Regions from separate parts of the Rattus norvegicus genome. Here region 1 is linked to region 2. Evidence: chromatin contacts called from public Hi-C data. All regions are on one chromosome and are shown on one strand. Each heading gives the region's core, a stretch centred on a gene start, on an enhancer-like site or on the middle of the called end of the contact. The rest is flanking DNA. Distances are from core to core; before and after follow the strand shown.

Region 1 (5,607 bases), core at 1,218-3,717, 76 kb before region 2:
GAACATGGCAGCATCCAGGCAGGCATGGTGCAGGAGGAGCTGAGAGTTCTACATCTTCATCTGAAAGCAGCTAGAATTCTGACTTCCAGGAAGCTAGGATGAGGATCTTAAAGCCCATGCCCACAGTGACACACGTACTCCAACAGGGCTACAACTACTCCAACAGGGCCACACCTAATGGTGCCACTCCATAGGCAGAGCTTATACAAACTAACACAGACCCCTTATGTAAAACAGGGCAGTGTTTGCATGGAACCTGTGGTCACCTTCCCATGACCCAGAAGTACAGCTGACTCTGTGTCCCCAGTTCCATAATCATATATGCAGCCAACCCGAGATTAAAACCTGCATCTGCACCAAGTATGTGTGGACTTTCTTCTATCATTCTCTAAATAATACAGTGTAACAACTACCTCTGGAACATTTACATGGCATTAGGCACTGTTAAGTTGTGTAGAATAAGTAAGTACATGGGAGCTTATACTCAACATACTAATGCCAAATAGATAGCCCAAATCAAACCCAGACTCAGTTTAGGCTATAACTCTACAGGAAAGAATGTGGCCTGTTTAGATTCTGTCTGTCCCAAACCCACCCTTTTATACTCTGCTCTGTGATGTGACTGATGACTGAGAATTTGACAAAAACAGACCTACCCAGGACCCTACATAGGTCTCTCTGTCTCTGTCTCTCCCTCTCTTCCTCCTTCCTTCTCTCTCCCTCCCTCTTACTCCCTCCCTCCCTCTTCTCCTCTCCCTCTCTTCCCTCCTTCCTCTCCTCTAAATAAGCCTTTCTCTTTCCTTTTTGGAGTGGAACACTGGTAGCAGTTCCTATTCCGAGTACATTAAGATTAAGCGAGTAGAATGCAGAACATCTGTCTCTATGATGGGTCTCTAGAGAAACAGCCAGTGGAGTGAACAAATACCACAAAGATTTACTAGACTGGCTTACACCGCAGGGACTGGGAAGTCCAATAACAGCTGTTTGTATGTTAAGGAGCCTTGGCCCATGAGGTTGGATACCTCAGAGCTCCCAATCTGGTGATGAAGCATGGAGGATTCCTGAAGAGCTATGGATCCTGAATCTACACTGGAAAGCCAAGGAATCTGAGTCCCTGGGTCAGCAAAATAAATAAACAAAAAAACAAACAAACAATAAAAAATCTGCAGCAGCAGCAGCAGCAGCAGCAGCAGCAGCAGCAGCAGCAGCAGCAGCAGCAGCACCCACCTGCAAGGAGTATCAACCGAATACTAAAACAGGAATTTCTAAAATGGGCAGGCAAAAACTAGCACTGCTCCTCCTTAGACCTCTTTAGATCTGGGCTGCCCCTAAAAGGTGTGTGACCCACTCAATCCTGTTAATCTTGGAAATGCCCCCCACAGACCCATACAGAGCCATGTCTGCTAGTTGTCTGCAGAACCAATCAAGTTGAAAATCAAAATGAAGCATCAAAAACACAATACAATTTTGCAATAAATAATGAATGCATTTTACAGTGTCTTGTGCAAAAAGTCGAACCCTAAGAAGTTATTCAGCAGCTGGATGGTGGCAGTGGTTTAATCCCAGCACTTGGGAAGCAGAAGCAGGCAGCTCTCTGAGCTCAAGGCCAGCCTAGTTCTAGGACAGTCAGGGCTGCACAGAGAAACCATGTCTTGAAAAACAAACCAGCAGACAAAAATAATTAAGCAGATAATTTGTGTTTTATGTGGAAGACCGAATCCTGATGTGGCAGTACTTCTTCAGTTACCCCCTCCCCCCATTCTACCTCCCAGCTTGTGACAGCCATTGCTGAACCTTTGTAAGGTGCACGATCATGTATAACAAATGTTTGTGAAGACATTTGCTACATAATGCAGGACAGCATAAGGTACACTTTTTAAAAAATGCCCCGGGGTTGGGGATTTAGCTCAGTGGTAGAACGCTTGCCTAGCAAGCGCAAGGCCCTGGGTTCGGTCCCCAGCTCCGGGGAAAAAATAAAAAAAAAAGAAAAAAATGCCCCTTCAGTTGATACCTGGATTCAACATATGAGGTGAAGCTTTACAAGGTAAGATGGTAGGGACTTATCTATCTCCTTGTATGTCCTTTGGGGACTGTGCGGGCTAGTTTTATGTCAAATTAACACAAGAATTATCTGAAAGGAGAGAACTGCAATTGAGAAAATGCTTCTGTGTAAAATGAGGCTCTAGGGTATTTTTTAAATTACTGATTGAAGGATACGTAAGAAAGTTGAAAATAAAAATATATAAAGCAGACTGAATGTTCTCACATAATCCTACTACCTCAGCTCACAAAGCCACTGTTATCAATGCAATGCGACTTCATTAACTGAGTATCTACTAGTTTGCAAAGACACTTGTACATTTTACATAAGCCATATTTGGTAACCTTGCCCTAGTAATCTAGTGTTTCCTTTCAGAGAGTACTAGGAAATGTTGAAATGTCACAATCCATTAAATAAATGAGCCCTGTATGGACAGGACATTTGGGTTAGTTTTCAGGATTAAAGAGTAAATATGCCGTGCACTGTGACTGTATGTGTCAGGTTACTCCCGGAAAGCTGTTTCCTAGAAATGTAGCAGGACAAAGGATTCACAGAGCTTCCGTCAGCCATGGAAAACTGTCCTTGGAAAGGCTGAAGGGATTTCACCCCAACTGCAGCATGCGCCTGAGACTCTATCTCAGTGCGAATCAACTTGGGATCTTCTGATCAGTCATGAAGCTTGGAGCTGGGATCCAAAAGGAGTAAGATCTGAAACTCATCTACCAAGAGGCACAGCCATTAGAAACTTGAGCCCTTTTCTGGAAAATCCTCACAAGGCTGCAGACTTTGTGACAAGTTCCAACAGCACTAATCCTATCAGTTGTCTTCTCTGCTTCTTTACTAGTATCTAACTATTGCAGAACAAAACCCACACAACACTCAGCCTTCCCTGAAGACGTATCAGCATCTGCTGGAGATTCCTGGAAAACACATCACCCATGTTCCCACACAGAGTCCAGTCCTCCAGTTTCTTATGTTAGAAAGCACCCTTGCTAGGGACTGGTGGAATACACTTGTAGCACATTTGCTCAGCTCTTGTGAGGCCCTGGTTTGATCTGCACTATGGCCAACAAACCAACCTAACCAAATAGGCTCACTTTAAGGTCAGTTCACATGCTTCTTGCTAGAAAATGTCCTCATGCCACCCAAGAATTATCAACAGCTATGCCTCTGAGTTCCCCCAGAACCACTGACCTGGTTTCAGCATTTTCCCAGCAAGCTAAGGCTGCAAGCCTCAGAGAATGCATACTTCTATCTTTTCTGGACCAGAACACATTGAAAACGTGGTAGAACAGATAAACCTTTCGGAGTAAGTCAGACTAAAAGCTCAATCACCACCTCTACCACCACCATCCCGACCACCACGTGTCTAGGTAGCTCAAGCTAACCTGGAACTCACTACACAGACTATGCTATCTCGAACTAACAGAGAACTACCTGCTTCTGCTTCATTAGTGCTGGGATTAAAAGCATGTACCTATCACTACCATGCCCAGAAAGAACTTCAATCCTTTAATCCCAAATTATCAGCCATTGTCTTAAATTTTCAAAGAACTGCCTAAAAAAATTTCCTCTCAAACATCCATTAGGATTTTTCTAACAGAATTATCAAAATAGGGGTTTCAGAAATGGTTAAGGACATTGACTGCTCTTCTAGAGGACCCAGGTTCCATCCCCAGCACCTACATTGTGGCTCACAACTATCTGTAACTCTGTTTTCAGGGATCTGACACCTTCTTCTGGTTTTCATGGGCACCAGGCACACACATTGTATACAGATGTACATCTAGGTGAAACACACACACACACACACACACACACACACACGCGCGCGCGCGCGCGCATCCATCCCTGCCAACATGGTGTTAGAATCAGCAAGGCTCAATAAGCCTGAGTTCTTTATATTTACATTTTACTACTAAAACTATAAACTGTTTATTTTAGAAATCAAACACAGGTGAGGGACATGGGGAGCAGTTTATTGTAAAATACAAAGCAGCCATGTTTTCTGCAAGTGAGCATCCATGAATGACTGGACATCCTCAGCAACACCAAGCTATGAACAGGACAGCCATGAGGACACTAAAATCTCTTTCTCTTGATAATTTCTGGTTTCCAGCTGACTGGGTGAGTTTCTTCTGTCTGAAAACAGAACAGTAAACAAAGTGTTATTTTATTAGTTTGTTTCCTTTCAACAAAAAGACCTGTCTCTGCTAAGTCACAGTATTCATCGGCAGGATGTGTTTAGGAGATCTGGAAGAATTTTAGAAACAGCTGACAAACTCCTGGCACTATCCAAGGTTAACAAGGGATAAATGGTTTACCACATGCTGGGTTGGATTTTCACCTAACGTCAGATTTCCATTTAGATATTATAGCAATACCACCACTGTAATTCTACATCTTGTTTCCACAGCAGTCTACTGTTTACCATGATTCATGTATCATTTTCCTTTCCGGTAACTGTATTGAGGAAGAACTGGACTTAAAAAGTAATGCTTTTATACTGATGTTTCTGCATCAATGAAACCACACAGAAGTCCCAAGATCACTATCCAGGTGAGGAACCCCAAAGTACTCGAGTGAGTCCCTTTCTTTCTGTAATCGAATGAGCAGTCCTTGCCAATTGGCATGCAGTTGTTTTACTTTAAAATGCACGTCAAAGGTGGGTGTGGTGGCTCATGCCAATAACCTCAGCTTCTGGGAGGCAGAGGCAAGAAGACAGCTTCAAGTTTAAGGTCAACTTAAGCTACAAAGTGAATTCTAGGCTAGAAAGGGATACCATGTGATACCGTGTCTCTAAATATAAAACATAAATTAAATTAAACTAAAAAGGAAGATAGGAAGATAGGTAGGTAGGTAGGTGGATGGATGGATGGACAGATGGATGGACGGACACATGGATAGATAGATATGGAAACTAAGAACTTACCGCAGTCTCATCCTCTCTGTAAACTTTAATGGTTTTATCAGCTTCAGCTGTTAGTAACCGACTTTCTGACCGATCAAAAGCACAAGCGAATATTCCTGATTCACTGTCCAAAGACCCAGGCTGTACAGCAGCATGAACGCGCTGAAAATTATAGCCAGTTCTCCAGTCCCAAAGGTGCATAGTGCCATTGTCAGCTGTAAAGGAACACGTAGTTATATTTCTATCCCTTCCACAGCTCATGGCCCATGATATAAACTTCACATCGGCAACACAAGGATGTGGAACACACACACACACTCAAATTCCCTAATATGGTTTTGTCTACTTTCATTTGTGTTTAATTCAGAATTATAGACCTGGAAAGGAACCATAACATTTAAAATCCAACTACACTTCGGGCAGTTACTAGCATAAGTCCCTACCTTTATCACATGGGAATGCAAAGATGTCTAAACAATGCAACAGGCTACCGTGGATCAGGAGAGTGCACTACAACATAGTGTGATGCTGTAGAGACTACCCTAACTCACTCACGACAACAGAAGGGCAAACGAAACACCATGAAAACCTTGTGTTACCTCCAGATACAAGTACTCCATCCGTATTGACTGCCAGCGTGTTAATAATTGCATTG
Region 2 (5,311 bases), core at 563-3,062:
CAGGTAAAGGACTCTGGATTACCCAGTGTTGCTCCTGCTAAATGAAGCCTACCCCTTGCAGATGAAAAGTAGATTCTTGCCTTGAAAGAAGGTGCCTGAAAGCAACAGAACTGAATGCAGATGGATCACGTGCTTCTCCCATGGGTCTTTGCACCGAAGGTGGGAAATACTGACTTGAATTTCAGACTACAATCATTGCCACAGGTTGGCTGGTAGGTGTTCAAGGTCATGAAGTTCTATTAGCTGCATCAATTTGCATAACATAAATAAAACCCATACACTGAAGAAGTAAAAGAATTTTATCTCAGAAGTTTAGAATTGGAACATTAAAAAAATGTACCTATTTTGATTCCATGTGTATGAGTGTTTGTTTTCATATGTGCATAGTATCGTGTGTGTGCCCGGTGCTGGAGGAGTCCAGAAGAGAGCTCCCTGGAATTAGTTCTGAGCTGCCATGAACCAGCATATGGCTAAGGAACCTGGGTCCTCTGCAGGAGTAGCAAGTGCTTTTAATCAACAAGCCCTCGCTCCAGACTGGGAATTGAAACACTTTTATTTTCTTCTTCTTTTTTTAAAGGTTGGATCGAAATCTGAAACTTGTTATCAGAATTTTAGGGGAAAAAAAAAGATGTACCTTCTGCCAGGTTCGAGCCCTAGGTCTAGTGACCTACATTGTGTCTTGCATTGTTACCACTTGGTTAATTCTATTTTAACTAATGGCTCCCCTCTGTGCTTGTGCCACTCATTTCTTGGATTCATCATAAATGATTAATGAATTCCTAGGAAAAAAAGGGCATTTCTTAGATCAGATTTCCTCTACTTCTAGCTTTGTTTGTAGAGAAAACAGTAGATGTATCATGTGAGGCAAGTGACAACTTAGTGTGATTCAGAAGGTGCAGGTTTGCCTGTGAGAGCAATAATCTTCCAGGCTCCTTACCCACAGCCATCTGTGTTCTGAGTTGAGATTACACCTGCTATGCGGGCCTTCGCATCCCCTGGGGACTTCTGAGTGTCTCCTGTTGATGGTGCTCAGCTTTGCTCCAAAGATTATCTGTAGCACTTGACTCAGAACCAGTTTGCTAACAGAGATGACACTCTGTCCTAGTGAGCTGACATAGGCCTGAAAGCTCAGACGCCATCCATTTGGGGCATCCATCTGCTTCATGCCGGATTCCATGATGCAGCCTAGCTGTTGCCACTTGTGTGCAAGTGAGGCCACAAAAACCAACCAACAAAATGAAGACCAGAAACATCAGGTTTTACTCACAAAAGTATGTGCTAGAAAGCAGTGGGTCAAGTCTGTAAGACAGAGGGGAAAATGGCCAGCCCTCCACTTGGGAAAAATATCTTCTCATTTTGTGTGTGTGTGTGTGTGTGTGTGTGTGTGTGTGTGTGTGTGTGTGCATGCGCGCACATATGTGTGCACACGTGTGTGTTCATGTGTGCACACAATCATATATTTTGAGGTAGAGTATACATTGATAAAGAATAGACAATAATGATATGAATAGAAAATATTATTGCATCCACAAAACAGCTCACCATGCCTGCCTAAAGTCCATACTTCCTTTATCCTGCAATCTTTACTTCTACAAATAAAACATGTAGAAGATTAAATTTTTCTGTTCAGTTTTCACTACTAGGGAGGCCTACTACCCTTCTGTGACTGACTGCACTTCTGTCCTCCAAAGTGAGATCTGTGGGAGAAGGGCTGGCTTTGTGTTGACATCTTGAAATACCTGGCTTCCTGAGATCACAAAAGGGGACACACTCCAGCCACCTTCCAAGGCTGTGTCTACTTGCTCTACCCTTGTGTGTGGGAGCTCTGACCTCCGTTTTGTAAACACATCAGATTTGCAACACCACATAGCTCGGAGGCCCAAATATTTACTGAATATTTTGCAAGAGAGACAGGAGTGCAAATCAATTTGTACACTCACCGCCACAGCTACAAGTTTACCGAGCGTGGCCCTTCTGCCACATTCTCTGACTAGGGTAAGCTCATTCGTGAGGAAGCAAAGGTAACTCAGACTTAGAACAGCCTGTTTCACCTGCAATAAACACTGAACAGGAAACTCTGTTACAAAGATCCGGGAAACACATTGCTTAACCAGGCATCATCTGCATGCCAGGAGCAGAGCGCATCTGGGTATTCCCATTGACCTATGGACTAACGGTCAAGTTAGCCATTAGCGGATCACTGATCTTTAATGACACGTCTTTACAAGTGTTGAAAGACATCTCTCCTCTCCACAGTGGCAGGATGCCTTTACCGCTGATGAGAAATGATGCCAGACTCCTTAAAGTATGCCTTTAAAATGCTTCTGCGCCCTTCAGTTGGTTAGCTCTTCCCTCCCAGTGGCCGTTCGTCTTTACCCATACACTGAGCACGGTTTTCCAGGCCTAGTTCAATATGAACAAAATCAAGACCCTGTGGTCAGGATTAAATTTGAGGAGAAAGAAAGAGGCAATAAAGGGCTGACAAAATGGCTCAGCACATGAATGCACCAAACCTGAAGACCTGAGTTTGAATCCCGGAAGCCACAGGGTAGGAGAGAAACACCTTCCAGACCAATTGTCCTCCCTCTGATCTCCACATGAGTCTTGGGGCACTGGCACATATGTGTTAAATTTAGGTGTGCGTAATTTTTTAGAAAAGATTAGCTTAGAAAAAATATTGGCAATGAACTAACAAATATCATATAACATCAACTACTGAGAAACGCTGTGGACAAAACATAAGGGGCTGAGAGACTTCAGGGATGTTGTTTTGGGCAAACTGTCGAGGGAAGCCCTCTGATGAGGTAGTCAGTCGGCTGGGTTTGTGGTGGAGTTAGTCAGATTTGTGGTTGCTCACTCTTGCCACCTACAGGCCATCCATGTCTATAACACTATATCTATTTTTTTTTTAGCACCTACTTTTCTGTGGGAATTCAGAGGGGCTGTCAACACCTTGACAAGCCCAGCGACAGAGTAAAACTAAAACACAAAAGTGGACCACGTGGAAATAATCCAGAAAGACCAGTGAATCCGTCCATATGTCACAGCGGTGGACCTTAAGTAATGTGCTTATTATGGTCTCCGGAAAACTTCAAGGCAGTGGAGGGAAGGAGGGAATGGGAGAGTCTGTGCTCAATCTATGTGAGGACTTGGGGTCCATCTCCAGTACAAAACAACAAAACAAAAATAACAACTCCCTAGTTCTTGCCCAAGTAAATACAAACTGCTACCCTCGAGGTTAAGATCCTTTCAAAGACGAATGCGTGAGACCAAGAGGAGAGCTCAGCACATAAAGACTCCTGGCAGCATCCCTGGTGACCTGACTTCTATCTCCAGGACCCTCAGGTAAAAGGAGAGAAGCCACTCCTGAAAGCTGGATTCTGACCTCCAAACTCATGCACATACACTAAATAAATTTAAAATTAAAGATGTGTGTGAGTGTCCAGTGTAACTTGTTCACCACATCTCCCAAATCAGATTGAAATATCACAATCTCATCAAATTTTCACGTAGTGTTTTAATCTGTAACAATACATTAATTAAGATGCATTTCATGTAAGCTGCCTAAAGCCAACGAGTTTTTACCTCTTGTCTTAAAGACTTAAAACAGTGTACCCGGCAAACACCTGTTAGGTGAGTAAGATTTCATTTCCTAAACCTGTTCTCAACCTGTGGGTCGAGACATCTTTGGGGATCAAACCATCCTTTCAGAGGGGTCACCTAACACCATTTGAAAATCACAGGTAGGGGTTGGAGATTTAGCTCAGTGGTAGAGCGCTTGCCTAGCAAACGCAAGGTCCTGGGTTCGGTCTCCAGCTCCAAAAAAAAAAAAAAAAAAAAAAAAAAATCACAGGTATTTACATTATAATTCACAATGATAGCAATATTAGTTATGAAGTAGCAATGATGTAATTTTATGGGGAACTGTGTTAAAGGGTGGCAGCATTAGGAAGGTGGAGAACCACGGAGCCATTACTGTTAGATATTACTACATTAACAAACCATTAAATGCAGTTTAGGGCCCCGAAAATGAATATTAAACAGTTTCTGAGATGAGTCAAAGGGAGGAAAGAAAACCTCTATTAGCTTGGAAAATAACTCTCCCCAGAGAATCTGTCCACAGTTCCCCAGGAGGTGGGGGGCTCCCATATGACTGGCTTCCTGACGGCATCACTAAATACAGAGACACGACCTGACATGGCTGGCAGCGCAGCCTAGGGAGCCACGCCAGAACCTGGCATCTGGGTCTGACACAGAAAGCATTTCTGGGAGAGTGGGAGTGAACTGCGTTCAGAGAGTCTGTTGATTAAGCACGAAGAAAGCTGCACGCCAAGAGAGGCCCGCAGGGATGGGCCCTCAGCAGTGAGTTTACGCGTGGTGCGGGGTTTGAAATAACTCAATCTACAACCAGGTCAGGATAGTAAGGAAAGTGTATGCAGCCGTGCTGACTTCTCCTATGCCCAGAGCTCTATTCCTGAAGATGAGCATCAGATCGTGCAGGGCTGCAGCGGGCGCAGAGAACACAAACAGTGCTGAAAATGTTGATCAAAGCAAGCCTTACTTGACAGTAGGTCACAAGGAGGGTGGACCTGAGGTGCGGTCTTTTGACCATCATGCTTGCAATGTTTCTCAGAAAGGTGGGTACAGGTCTGTCAGTCATGGTGAAACCCCTGGGAGTCTGCCAGGAAGACAAGAAGAGCCAGGACTGGGGTGGGAGTCAGGGTGGGGTGAGCCTATTCTCGTGCCTCTAACTATCCTTCCCCAGAGCAGGCAGAGGGATTCACTGAAACTTTCTGACTGAAAAGGACTTTAGGTGCTTACTTTTTGAAAAGGCAAAGCAGAACCATAACATTTTAAAACAAGCCCGGATAGACTAGTGCCCATAAAACAAGCTTATCGAGATCGAGAAGGCCACCGTGCTAATAAACAAACGAGCCAATCAAAATCTAGGAGCCGCCATTTCTGCTCCCCTTGATTTGCTGTATGAGGAGAATATGAGTGGAGAAGGCTACACACTGGCCTCTGGGCTGTATCTGCTTGCCTGGGATGAACGATCCTCTATAATATGAGCCTCATTATGCTAAATGAACATTCTAGAAGTGGCAAGCAAAAGGATTTATAGCATGGTGCTTTGGAACTTTAGCACCAACCTAGGCGGATGGTATTGGACTGTGGTTAGAGTAGGAGTGGTAAAGGAAGCCTGCCGATCTTCACTTATTCCTGCCCTACTGGAGTCTGTCTCGTCCCCTTCCTGCAGCCCCATTCATTCATTCAGGCCCACTTGGAGCCATGACCTTCCAAGAGGTTGATT

Evidence for each region. A called contact is a pair of places that touch in the nucleus more often than the background predicts.
Region 1: a Hi-C map of hepatocytes shows a contact between it and region 2, with 2.9 times the contacts expected there. The contact joins two enhancer-like sites. A contact is called at or near these places in 9 of 12 Hi-C or Micro-C datasets (the A7r5 cell line, the Rat2 cell line, Schwann cells and 6 more).

What each region holds. Positions count from the first base shown.
Region 1 is chr2:170,720,916-170,726,522 of GRCr8, reverse strand. It overlaps Plrg1 (pleiotropic regulator 1), which reads right to left. Exons shown (of 15, transcript NM_021757.2): 13 at 5,552-5,607; 14 at 4,974-5,167; 15 at 4,004-4,183. The coding sequence ends at 4,124. Among named protein-coding and RNA genes, the nearest start is that of Plrg1, 18 kb to the right of the region's middle. Within about 2 kb of position 2,467, at least 1 of the 93 cell types and tissues checked has an H3K27ac peak or open chromatin away from gene starts, as enhancers often do. A contact at or near this core is called in hepatocytes, where this site is marked.
Region 2 is chr2:170,644,897-170,650,207 of GRCr8, reverse strand. It overlaps LOC102555909 (a long non-coding RNA gene), which reads right to left. Exons shown (of 13, transcript XR_010064338.1): 13 at 1-5,311. Among named protein-coding and RNA genes, the nearest start is that of Fgg, 5.5 kb to the left of the region's middle. Within about 2 kb of position 1,812, at least 2 of the 93 cell types and tissues checked have an H3K27ac peak or open chromatin away from gene starts, as enhancers often do. A contact at or near this core is called in hepatocytes, where this site is marked.